Regions from separate parts of the Cricetulus griseus genome. Here region 1 is linked to region 2. The links are chromatin contacts, called in public Hi-C maps. All regions are on one chromosome and are shown on one strand. Each heading gives the region's core, a stretch centred on a gene start, on an enhancer-like site or on the middle of the called end of the contact. The rest is flanking DNA. Distances are from core to core; before and after follow the strand shown. Region 1 holds the start of Spin1 (spindlin-1). Region 2 overlaps LOC103163433 (a long non-coding RNA gene).

Region 1 (6,645 bases), core at 639-3,138, 61 kb after region 2:
GTTTGATGTTTGGTGTAACTCCTTAAAAGTGAATAAAAAGAATTTAACCCCACCCTATCCCCAATGCCTGCTATTTTCAGAGGTTCTATGGTCTAACACCCACAGGTGACTGAGTATTCCCAGGAATTCCCACAGTCCTCTGTGACAAATAGGGTTGATTCCCAACTACTGTCTAGGGAGTAGCCTGGCATTGAAATAGATTTGATCCCTGCCCTTTGGCCTTTATCATGGGGTGAAGGCCCAGGAAATAGAAAAGCAAACAAACCAACACTGGCATAACTGATGGGATCAGTGCCGTCCAATACAGGTGAGAGAAGTGGGGAGGATGATCCAATCCCGAGCCAGCGTCTCTGAGGAAAACACTTAGACACATTGATTGGTGCACTTGTGCAGAAAGTAACCTGAAGGGTGGTGGCCCTATACCAGGGGACACAGGAAGCCAGCGAGGTGGCAGGAATGGCTGACCGTGCTATCACTGTGTCCATCTTAGAGTTCTCCACTCAGTAAACATTCCCCACCACCGTGAAATGTTCACAGAACACAGCATAGACATTCTTGAACATGCACACTAAGCATCCCCTCCTGGGGATGGTGCCTCCAGATCTCTTGTGGTTCCCTTGACATGTCTGGTCAGGATGTGGAAGGGCTGTGGCTCTCTTTACTCAGCAGTGATGTTGGGAGGTGTCTTAGGGTTTCTATTGCTGTGAAGAGACACTGTGACAATGGTGACTCTTATATAGGGAAACATTTAATTGGGGCTGGCTTATAGTTCAGAGGTTTAGTCCTTTATTGTCATGGCGGGAAACATGGTGGCAGCAGGCAGACATGGTGCTGGAGAAGCTGGGAGTTCTACATCTTGATCTGCAGGCAGCAGCAAATGAATTGAGTCACTAGGCCTGGCTTGAACTTCTGAGACCTCAAAGCCCACCCCCGTGACACACCAAGGCCACACCTCCTAAGGGTGTCATTCCTAGTGACCAAGCATTCAACCATATAAGTCTATGGGGGACATTCCTATTCACCACAGGAACGAAGCCTGGAGGGGTTGGCAACTGTATCTTGTGCCTGCAGGATCTCTAGTTGCCAGATATTAAGCTATGACAGAAAATGACTGTGTTGGGCTGGGGATATAGCTCAGGGTGGGGACTACATGCATGAAACCTTGGGTTCACTCCAGCACCGCATACACCAGGTGTGGCAGAACACACCTGTAATCCAGCTCCACCATAGCACAAACCATGCTAGCAAGAACACTGGGGCGGTAAGCTCACTTGGTTTTTATTCTAAGGCAGGTGGAGGTTGTGTCTTTTTCCTATAGGCTGGGGTCTGATCTCACAGTCTTTCATGACTGGCTAGCTTTAAAAGAATTAGCACAAAGGATATGAAGGAAATGGGTGAGACCATTAATTTCCAGGAATATAGCAGACCTAAAACAAGTTTTACAAGATGGGAAATTTATGGAATTTTGGCCTTCATGATTCTCTAGGTTCTCAGCAAGCAGGGGCAAGAGGAGGCTCCATTTTCTTCCCATGGCCCCTCATTATTATTATTATATCTTGCCTCTATAGGACACGCCTGGGGATCAATTTTTAAAATTAAGGAATCCATCTACAGGTCCTAACTGGTCTTCAGTAGTCATCGATGAACCCTTTAATTACCCAGTTTTTGCCCCCTTTGATTGGAAATGTGGATCAAGATCAACTGAGTAGCAGAGACTTTCTTCCAAATCAACTTTCCAGCGTTGGGATGACAGGCTGGTGAAGGGAGGACTATCTACATCTTTCCGGAAACGGATGGAGATCTCCCTAGCACGCAGAACCTGTTCTCTTCTCTCCTTATAGTTCCTTCCTTGCAGTCGTGACAATCGATGACTATCGTGGCTTTGGAGGTTTGTGTCTGCCTGCAGATGGAGTTATAATGAAGTTAGAAGTTGTATGACGTCACCCTGGCAGCCATCTTAGACTGACACTACTTCCCGACAGCCTACTTGAAGGACTTTGGGCTCACGTGTATCCTGTTCTCAAGGACATCCAAGCTCAGGGCTGGTTGGTGAGTCTTGGGGATGGGACTCTGAGCATGTCCCTGGGGGCATTATCTTAACCGAGGAGAGGAGAGCTGCTCTCTGTGGGTGGAACCATTTCTTGGTTGGATCATTGCACTCTTATTTCTGACTGGGACTAAAAGTTTCAGGTTCCTTCCACTGACTTCCCCATCTTGATGGAACTCTACCTCAAACTGTGAACTGAAACAAACCCTCCTTTCTTAAGCTGCTTTTGTTGGAGTATTTTATCACAGCAACAGAAAATTAAGTAAGGCAGCTGGGGGACACCCAGGGTTAACACCTTCTCTCAGCAGAGCTTTCATCTGGATAGTGGAGACATGGCAGAGGACAGACACAAGGGTGCTTACAGGAGAAGACCTGGAAGACTGAGGAAATAGAGGCTGTTAATCCCACCAGATGCGAATAAGATCACTACCACAATTCCTGAGCCAAATTTGAAGCAGGCTTTATTACATATTGTCCAGGACAATGAATACTGGCCAGGTCCATATCCAGGACTCCCAGAGAATGGCACTGTTTTATAGATCTCTTAAGCACAGTAATTTAAACCTAAAACACAACTTTAGTTATCACAAGGCCTTGGGCACACATCCTAATCTCCTCCAGCCTCCTATGACACCAAGTGTGACAGGTAGCTGGAGAGGATCCTGCTAGGGCTGGCTACGCCCAATTATGTCTGATCCCAACTTTCTTCCACTGAGGCCTTCTGAGCTTTTTGATCACCTAGACAGGTTATGGTGGCCCAATGACTTCCACACAGAACCCACCGTGCTTGTATAATGAGTGTTAGAGAAACCCTGAGTTGCTTTGGGGAAGCGGCTCAGTTGACAGAGATTACCTGGCATTCACGATGTCCTGGGACGCATCCCCAGTAGTGAATACACTTGGTGTGGTGCTGTACACCTGTGACCCCAAATCTTTGAGGATAGAAGCATCTGCAATGGAAGTTCAAGGTCTGCGTTGGTTACGTAAGGAGTTAGAGGCACAGCCTTGGACTGTGAGACTGTCAGAAAAAGCAATCAAGCAAGCAGCCTATGAGAAGAGGTTCTAGATCCAAGCACTGTTCTGAACCAAACATGTCTGGCCCTACCATATGTCCAGGTTATACTTGTGGCTAGAGAAAAGGCAATGTCATACAGAAAATACCTTAGTGATTCAGAATCCATGTTTGCCTTATAGAGCTTGCTGTGCTCAGTCAGTCAGCTGCAATCTGTGGAAGCTCAGCTGGGGAGTAGCTGACATTCGCTTGCAAACAGGGCATACTCACGTTAGGTTACACCTTGTTCACATGTCAAGCGAGGTGCAGTTGACAATTCTGGAGGCTGCTTTAAGTCAAACTTTCCTTATCCTTAGTATAGAGGTGGGTATAGGCCAAGCCTAGTTTAGCAAGAGCATATTGGTTGTGGCTCTAAGAATGCTGTTCCTAGTGACCTATACAGGCTCAACAGAACTGTCTCTGTTCTTGGGAGACCACTGTGATGCCACAATTCTCTAGTGAGAGGGGCTTGTGAATCTATAGTTGCTGGTGCCAGTCGTGGAGCTAGCAGGAACTCCTGTAAGTCATCCTGTAACTGAGAATACTTGTCAGCTGGTGAAACAGACTAGAACTGCTGCCAGCCGCCCAAGGAGTTCACTTATCCTTACGAGGCCCCTCAGGAATGTAAAGCAGGATCCTTGACTTCACTGCAGAAAAGAATTTTAAGATGAGCCAGTAGGAAGCAAAATCAGAGCTTATTCGATTTTATATATAACATTTTAAATTTTATGTTATTTGGGTCCGTGTGAATGGCACAGTGCAGGTGTGGTGGTCAGATGACAACACTAGGAAGCTGTTTTTCTCTTTTCAACATGTAGGTTCCAGATCAAACTCAGGCTGCCTCCACCTCCTGAGTGCTGGTATTAAAGGGGTGTGCCACCACTCCCCACAAAACGTCCAATTTGAGTTGGATGTGGTGGTATATGCTTGTCATTCCAGCTCTTGGGAGGTGGAGGCAGGTGGATGAGGAAGGGGTTTAAGATGGCCAAGATGGCTACATAAAAAAAAGTTCAGGCCAGCCTGGGCTATACAAGACCTTGTTTCAAAAAAACAAACACAAACAAACAAACAAGCAAACAAGCAAAGCCTGTCCCCAGATCCCATTTAGGCATTCACCTCTCTAGGATGTGGCTTATATACTTTTGACAGTTTGCTGGAGACAATCAGCAGAGGTGAGTTTTTAAACCAGGGCTTGGGAAGACAGAGAAGGTTAGGCTTGGAGGATTTGGTTGACCAGTATTGAGGGGGAGCATCTGCCAGTGGCCGCAGGTGGGTAGAAGCCATGGATGCTGCCAAACACCCTACAGAGCACAGGGGAATCATCCTTAAAACCCAGTCATCCAGCCAGGCATTGGAGAGGCTTACACAGGAATATCTTAAGTTAAAGGCCTGCCTGGTTTACCTAACACATTCTAGGTCAGCTAGACAGTGAGACCTTGCTTCAAGCAAAACAACCCAAAACTCTATTCCTCCCAATCACCAGGTCACAAGTGTCAACACTGCCAGGCAGATGTGATGTCTATTCTTGGTTGCCAACTTGACTACATCTGGAACTAACTGAAACCCCAAAAAATTGCTGGGGACACCCATGAGGGGTTCTTGCTTAATTAAATCATTTCAGATCTCTGAGGTGAGAAGATACAACTTTAATCTGGATCTTTTGAGGGAGGAAGATAAACCTTTAATCTGTGGCACACCTGCTGGCAGCCTATTTAAAGGACATGGAAGAAGGAAGCTTGCTGTCTTTGCCTGCTTGTTCTTGCTTCCACTAGCAAGTCCAGTGCTTCACTGACATTAGATTCCAGTGTACGCTGAAGACCAGCTGAGACATGCAGCCTTGTGAACTGAGCAACTACTGGACTGTTAGACTAGCTGGACCACAGTCTGCAAGCTATTCTAGTAAAACACTCTCTCTCTCTCTCTCTCTCTCTCTCTCTCTCTCACACACACACACACACACACACACACACACACACACACACACTGTACCTTGCTAATCTACAGAACCCTAATACAGCAGAGAAACCCAGGCATTTCACCAACGAAGAGGAAGTGTTCCAGACTACCACTCCAGCCTCCCCTTCCCATCACACCCTTCTTGTTCTTGTCAGCCTCCACTATCACACATTAAACACCAACAAAAAAGCTAATCATCTCTCAATGCTCACGAGGCTGGCTGTGTCTCTACTGAAATTAGCCTTCTCGTTGGTCGGTTGACAATGTTGCTCCTGCCAAGAGTGTCATCTAAGACAAGCACTTTGATCTGAGCAGGCACATATCAATCTTATTTTGAAAAATGAAAAAAGATGCCCAAAGAGCACTGTGAACTAACAAACGTGCTGCAGGTTTGGAGTGCGCAAAGGGCTTTCCAATAACGTCTTGTAATTCGACCCGACAACACTCTGGCAGGAGGCTTATTACAATGCGTCAGTGCTGTAGCACTCGAGGAACCAGGTCGCTGGCCGCCTGGCTGCAGACACTAGGCTAGGGGAGGTTAGGAGACAGAAGCGTGCCAGGCTGGATGAGATCCACACGAACCTCCAGGTCCCGCACTCGACTCCCCCACGCCCGCCTCGCCCCCGAACCAAATCATTCTGGATGTTTCCTGTCTCCCTCTTTCTGCACATAGCCCAGCAGATCCTCAAAAGGCGTCTTAACTGGAACCGAAGTCGCACGGATTCACGTGCGATCGTGCGAAGTCTTGGCTTGCAGCCTCGCGAGGACCCCGGGGTGACTTCTAGGACAGTGGCTGCAGATAAGCCAGGCCAGGTGTTTGCAGCAGGTGCTCTCAGCAGGTGCTCGCAGGCGGCCCTGGACTCTGCTGCCGACCGAGCCGAGCTTCCCGGCTGCTGCGCAGTGCGGCGTGCAGCAAGGCGGTGTGTCTTCGAGGGAGCTTGGGGAGACCATCCATATTTTTAAAGGGCTCGCGTCCTGCAGCCCGAAGAAGCTGCCGCTCTGCAGGGTCGAGAGCGCACCTGCGCTGTGCACGGCCACGTGACCCAGCCCCATTCATCTCCGCAGCTAGCGAGGCCCCGAGACAGCGGATGTAACGTCCCAGGACAAAGAGGCAGGATACTTCCTGAAACCCGTCCTCCTGTGCAAGTGCCAACGCCGGCGCGCTGACGCCCGCGGCTCGCCGTTCGCCTTTCCTGACCTCGCTGCGCCCCTAAGGGAGCCCGGGCCTGCGCACCGCCCGCGGCTCCCCAGCGCGCACCTGGCGCCCACGGGTGCGCGCCCCACCCTCCAGGTGAGCAGCGCCAGGCCCCGCCCTCGCCTCCAGACTCCGCCCCCTGCCGGCGCCTGCGCAGTACGTCCGGCGGCGCCGGGCGCCGGGGCGGCGCGGCCGTCGCAGTTCGGCGGGCGCAGTGCGCGTGCGCCGTGGCGGCCGGGGGGCGGGCGGCGGCCGCGGCGAGCAGCGGGGGTGGGGAGGCGCCGTCTGGCTCGGGCTGGGCCGGCGGGGAGCACAGCGAGCCACGGCGGCCCCGTGGGCGGCCTCGGCGGCCGGCAGGTGAGACGCGCGCGGGGCCGGGCGCAGGACGGTGACTGG
Region 2 (6,740 bases), core at 3,993-6,492:
AAAAGCAAGTTGGGCAGGGGAGAGTTTATTTGGCTCACACTTCCACATCACTCTTTGTCATTAAAGGAAGTCAAGGCAGGAACTAAAACAGGGCAGGAATCAGAGGCAGGAGCAAATGCAGAGGCAATGGAGGAGTGCTGCTTACTGGCTTGCTCCTCATAGCTTCCTAAGCCTGCTTCTGAAGAGCCCAGGACCACCAGCACAGGGGTGACACCACCCACAATGGGCTGGGCTCTTCCCCATTGATCACTAATTAAGAAAATGCCATTCAGGCTTGCCTGCAGCCTGATATAGAGGCATTTTCTCAGTTGGGGTTTCTTCCTCTCAGATGACTTTAGCTTGTGTAAAGTTGACATAAAACTAGCCAGCAGCACAGAGAAAAAGAGAGGAGCTGCACCTGGCCAAATGACTGAACTTGGAGATTATAAGTTAAAATGTTGCAGACCAGAGCCAAATTACCTTTGACTATTTTTAGTCTCTTTGAAAGAAGATAACAAGAATGGAGATACCATAAAAGAGGGAGACTTTAGGTTTACAGAGAAATCAGGCACAAGGGAAATGTCTGGAGATCTACAAAGATGATACCAGCCAACAATCTAAGTAACAGAGGAGAGGCTACCTTAAATGCCCTCCCTGGATAATGAGATTGATGACTGACTTATATGCCACACGATAGCTCTCATCCAGCAGCTGGTGGAAGTAGAAGCAGACACCACAACTAATCACTGAACTGAACTGGAATCCAGATGCAAAGAAGGATGTGTGAAGAGTAAATGGGTCAAGACCAGGCTGGTGAAACCCACAGAAACAGCTGACCTGAACATCGGGGAACTCTTGCTCCCCAGACTGATAGCTGAGATACCAGCATGGGACTCATCCAGACCCCAGGAACATGGGTTTCAGTGAGGAAACCTCGGAAATCTAAGGGGCCTCCTGTCGTAGTTCAGTACTTATCCCTAGCATAGGTGTGGACTTTGGGAGCCCATTCCACATGGAGGAATACTCCCTGAGCCAAAACACACGGGGCTGGTCCTAGGCCCTATCTCAAAGGATACGATAGACTCTGATGACACCCTATGGAAGGCCTCACCATCCAGGGGGAGCAGAAAGGATATGTGATAGGTAGGGTTTTAGTTGGGGGAGGGGTGACAGGGGAGGACAGGAAGGAGAAGGGAACTGGAATTGTCATGTAAAACAATCTTGTTTCTAATTCAAATTAAAAAAAAATCTGCAAAAAAAAGAATGTCAACACAGTGTCTGAAACCTACAGCAGAAACTCCCGTTTGCTATAACTGCCTACTGCAGTCCCCACCCATGTATTTGATAAACACATTGATTTATAGTTTTCTTTGTCCTGTAATTAATTTTTTAATAAGTTGTGCAACCGTATCCACAGTGGAACATACTGAAAAGTTTCTGCATCCCAATAAGCCTACCTGCCAGCACAGCAATCCAAACCAGACCAAATCAAACCCAAGTAGAAAAAGCCCAGGTTTCATGGATAAAATGCTCCCTCCCAGATGATTTTCCAGCTCCCCAGAGAGAAAACCCCGCGTGTTTTCTAGGGGGGGCAATTTAATTCCCCTGTGGGAGTGGTCTTGGGCATCTCTGGGGAAGGGGCCCTGTTTGGTGGGCTTTCTGGCATGGGGCAGGCTTTGGGGAGAGTGGCGGGGGAGGGGTATTGAAGTGAAACTTCCACCGGAACATTTCAGGTAGGGCTTCCATCAGAACACACAGAATTTGGGGAAGTCTGAATGGGTGTCCTGGGGCTTATTCACTCATATTCAGCTCTACAATGACTTATCTCTTATTCCCTTTGAGGTGAGAGCTGTGTTTGGGGGTCTACACCAAATGGAAACTTTTCCTTCAGGAGGGAGCAGGAGGCTCATGAAGCAGTAAATAACTGCCTGGTGGGGGGGGGGTGGCCAATGTTTGAGCTTCAAAGAGATTCTCAGGCCTGTCTAGCTGCCTGCAAGTCATGCAGAGAACTCAGGGTGCAGAGAGCTCCAGGAATGCAGCTATCATGAGTCATCACCAAGTTTTTGTGGGGTTTTCTGCTGCGAGGCAGCCATTTTTGAGTCATCCTTGCTCCTGTGAGTAACCCCTCACCCATACTCCTATGTTTAGTAACCACCACCACCACCACCACCACAGAAAACAGAACTCTTTGGTTCACCCAGTTGGACTGTGGTGCAACTATTACTTAGTCTGGCATTGGTTCTGGGCGTGAGTACCTGTATGTCTCTCATACAATATTCACCACCACCACCACCCCAAAAAAGACCAGATAGAACCAAAGACAAGGGGCAGAGTGACTGCATGATCCTGGCTATGCATAGCAAGACACACACAAGACTCAATGGCCTGATCCGAGTATCCGTGGAAGAAATCTCAACATGACTACATTTTCCTACTGGTCACAGCAGACATTCACTGTTGCATCCCAACCACCAAGAATATCTTCTCGGATGCAGAGGATGTTGAAAATTAGTTGTTGGGTTTTCTATGTGTTATTGTTAGATCCAAAGGAAACTCCGTTTCCTCAAATTCTGGTGGTTAGAAAAAGCCAGCATTCCTGAAAAACTTGTGAAACTGGTTCCCCTCTACCAAAAGGAGCCATTTCCCTTATGACTGGCAGAGGGACAAATGGCTGTCTCTGGTGCCTTTTGACACACCAAAGTCCCTGCGGCCTCCAGGCTCCCTCAGTATCACAAGCTTCAGAGTCTATCGTAGCTCTACACAGCGCTTCCCACCTCTTTCCCTAAACTTCTCCAGCTCCTGGGCTTCCCTCCCCCAGCCACACACTCTCCTTATAACTCTGCTATTTCAGTTATACTCACTCTTTGTCTTCCTCCCTTGCCCTCACTCTCTTCTTGTCTTCCTCTCTCTCTCATCACCCACCCCCTCCACCTCTGCTCTGTTCCTCCTTCTCTCATGTCCAGGTCCAGTCTGCTGGCCATGTTCAACCTACTACTTTCTCTCTTAGCTCTGGACTATGGTAGATACCTTTGGCTGGTCTCTCTACCTCTCCCTCCCTGCCATCCCTTCCCTCCCCCTCCTCTCATATCTACAATAAAAAACCTTCACCTGAACCATGCCTTGGAGCTGTCACGTTGTCACTTTATACATCAATGATCAATGTCATTAAATGTTTAGGAAATTGAGGCTTGGAGATGTTACAATCTGTGATGATCAACTGTGTGTGTCAACTTCATTAGATCATGGTGCTCCAATGTTCAGCCAGGTACTGGTGTAGACATCACTCTGACAGCATTTATTTGTTTACTTTATGGTACTGGTGATTGAACATAGGGCTTGTGCATGTCAGGTAAGTCTTCACGCCAGACATACTGTAGATTTCAAGCAAAGCAGCTGACCTTCCATTATGTGGTTGAGCCTCATCCAGTCAGCTCCTTAGGGGCAAAACCTGAAATCAGATTTGATTTCAACAAGCTGAGACTGCTTTATTGAAACAATGAGGGACCCCAACTGTTTTCCCGGGATGAGAGTTGAGTGCAAAGTGGGGCCGGGACACAGCTACACACAGCTACAGGAAGTTATGGCTGGTGTGTGTGTGTGTGTGTGTGTGTGTGTGTGTGTGTGTGTGTGTGTGTGCTTTGACTGGGAACAGGGTGAGTTTTGATGCACAGGTATATTGTTTCTGGAGGTGAAGCAGACCAGTCAGGCTGGGGCCAAGCAATTATTTATAACTAGAGGTGATTGCCCAATACAGCCTGACTCAAGTCCTCATGACCTGAGGCTACTATCCAACAAAAGGATATTGTCCTTAGAACCTCTGCATGAATCTTTGAGGTGTTTTCTAGATTGAGTTAACTGAAATAGAAGACTCACTCCAACTGTTAGTGGTACGGTTCCATGGCTGGGCTCCTGGACTGAAGGAAAAAAAAAAAAAAAAAGGAAAAAGCCAACTGAGTACCAGCATTCACCTCTCTCTCTGTTTCTATACTGTAGACACAGAGTGACCAACCACCTCACACATCTGTGACCATGACTTCCCCACAGAGATGGACTATACCCTGGAACTATAAGGTAAAAGAAACCTCTCCTTCCTCAAATCACTTTTGTAAAGTGTTTTATCACAGTAGCAAAAACAGCAACATCAGAAGACTGTGGATTGTTGAATACACAGGAAAAGCAGTGAGTAGGATAATTTCCAGCTCTTTGCTTGATTTGCAGAATACAAGAGAAAGTGAGGCGGTGACAGAGTCTGGCATTGTGGTGGTACTCAGGGTTTGTACATGAATGAAGGCTCATGGGATTCCTTACTCTAGACTAGGGGCCTTAGCTGGAGGTCCAGTTAAAGCCCTTGAGAACATCAGAGAGGGTATGGCCACATCCCTTAAAGTGAAGCACACCCAAAGACAACTACCTTTACCCACAATTCATAGAGTCCAAAGAGCCCTGAAGATGCTTGGAGACATCCTGGGACAGAGGATAAGTTCTGTGTGACTTGGTAAAGGGAACCACTGCTGGAATTCAAGCCCTAATGAGACACTCTGGTATTGTGTTTTAAAAGCACCTCACAGAATTTATTCGGCAGTCTCCCTGTCTCTCTCTGTGTCTCTTTCTCTGTGTGTGTCTCTCTCTCTGTGTGTCTCTCTCTGTATCTCTCTCTGTCTCTCTCTCTCTCTCTCTCTCTCTCTCTCTCTCTCTCTCTCTCGTGTGTGTGTGTGTGTGTGTGTGTGTGTGTGTGTGTGTCCTCTAAGATAGTCTCATACTGTCCAGACTACCTGTAACTCACTATGCAGTCAAGGAGGACTTGACTTTCTGACCCTCTCCCTCCAACTAACAAGCGCTGGGATTACAGGCATACACCATCATACCTGGTTGATGTGGTACTGATTAGGTTCTCCCAGCTGAGCTACACTCCCCAGTCTTCAATGGTCATTCCTGTGGAGCCTTGGAAGACAGATATGTGAAGTTTCTTCCATCAGGATGGAGTCAGAGCCTGGAAACCAGACTCAACATGTCCTATCCTAGGAACCCAGTGGCCCCCACCCCACCCCCACAGCTCTGAACAAAACCTGGGGCAGCCTCAGTGGTAGAATGTGAAAAATCAAAGCAGGAAGCAGCTTGTAGGCTGCATTGAAGACCCTTCGGAGATACGGAAACCCTTCCTCCCCATGCCCCCCTTTGTCTCCCTTTTCCCCTCCCTCTCCCCGGCCAAGGTGAATTTGAGGGTAATTGGAGGTGGCAGCAAGCTGGTATGCAGAAACATTCCTCCCTGGGCTCCCATGACTGGATCTGCCCTGTTGGAGGGCAGCCATAAATACTTCTCTGCTTGCATAGTTCAGGCTTGTGAAAATCAGAACTGAGAAGTAAGCGCTATATTCTCTTTCCAAGCTCCCCCCCCACCCTCCCCAATGAACTCTGACCTCTGCATTGCTCCCCCTCCTCCCTGGCCCACTTTCAATCTGTTCTCTATTATCTCACTTCATATCCATGTGTGTGAATGGCTAGAAATGCAGGGGGAGGGATGTCAGCCATCCCTCAAGGTACCATCTGGGAACTCCCTATTCTTATGGAGAGATGTTCATTTGGGGTTGACCTGAGGCTCCTCCTTCCAGCCCTGCTATTCAAGTCCAGCCTACTAGAGGAAAGTGGTGCTACCTGATGGTTTTTGTGCCACCAGCATACCCCATGAGTGCGGCTGGGATGCAATAGGGATTGACTCCCTTGGCTGGGGCAGTCGCATCCCCCTCTTCCCGGAGTCTTTCTGGCCAGTCCACTACTCAGCTGCCACATGTGTCTTTCCTGAACAGGGAGGGTTTCCCACAGTTCTGGAATTCTTGATTATGTATGCATCTGCGTGGGAAGCCAACCAAGTGGCCTGGTACTTTTCATACTGTTCCAACCAGCTGTTTCCAATCGGTCAGAGTTGTAGCTGAGTGGGGCTTGGGGCTCTTTCTTCTCCCTTGGACGTGCTGTGCAGCGTGTACTGTCAACACCCGGGTGTCTGCTTGCTTGATCAAGGCTTGATCGAGGCTACAGGGGATGGAGACAGAGCCCAGATATTAAGAGCACTTACTGCTCTTGCATTCACAGTACTGCAAACCCAGCCTCAGGGGGAATCTGACCCCTCTGGCCTCTGTGGGTACCTCCACCCATGTATGAGCACACACACACACACACACACACACACACACACACACACACACACACACACACGCTTAAAAGTAAAAATAAATCACTTTTTTAAAAAGAGTCAGAGACACTTGAGAAAGGAAAGAGTGACCATGCCCAGACCAAGGGCAGGGAAGGTGAGACCCAATGTGGCCTCAGAAAGAGACCAAGAGTCCCAGGGAAACCTTACATGGGGAGAGGAGTGCAAGACTGCTGCCTGTGTGTATGGCCCTTACTTGAATGTTACATCTGTGTTTCCTGTGTCACTCTGCATGGCTTGGAGCTTCTTATCCTCAGGTGTAATGGAAGAATTCTGAGTCCCCAAAAATTTGGATTAAAAAGAAATGCCATGTTTTTATTTTCACCAGTTTCCAGGTACAACTGAATGTTTTTTTCCTCGTGTGAATGTGGGTGACAAACCACAGTCATATCTGTGCCCCACTGTGGCTTTGTCAGTGAAGGAGACCTTAGTTGTCTATCATTCTTTGAAGTGGTGCCTATAGTCACGATGATGCCGTAATGACAGTCAGCAGAAGACTGTTATTCACTGAGCACTGAAACACACATGTAGGCCAGGGAGATGGCTCTGCAGGTAA

What was found. Hi-C and Micro-C count contacts between places; a contact is called where the count stands out from the background.
Region 1: a contact with region 2 is called in a Hi-C map of the CHK-Q cell line, with 7 times the contacts expected there. The contact joins the promoter of Spin1 here to the enhancer-like site in region 2. A contact is called at or near these places in 2 of 8 Hi-C or Micro-C datasets (the CHK-Q cell line and fibroblasts).

Annotation. Positions count from the first base shown.
Region 1 is chr3:270,012,812-270,019,456 of CriGri-PICRH-1.0, forward strand. Spin1 (spindlin-1) reads left to right here and starts at 1,889. Exons shown (of 6, transcript XM_035442969.1): 1 at 1,889-2,049. LOC103163430 (a long non-coding RNA gene) reads right to left here and starts at 6,359. Exons shown (of 3, transcript XR_003484225.2): 1 at 2,901-6,359; 2 at 2,343-2,427; 3 at 1,262-1,900.
Region 2 is chr3:269,948,384-269,955,123 of CriGri-PICRH-1.0, forward strand. It overlaps LOC103163433 (a long non-coding RNA gene), which reads right to left. Exons shown (of 10, transcript XR_004769409.1): 4 at 5,632-6,006; 5 at 4,845-4,920; 6 at 3,853-3,893; 7 at 3,088-3,427. Among named protein-coding and RNA genes, the nearest start is that of Spin1, 63 kb to the right of the region's middle. Within about 2 kb of position 5,243, at least 1 of the 6 cell types and tissues checked has open chromatin away from gene starts, as enhancers often do.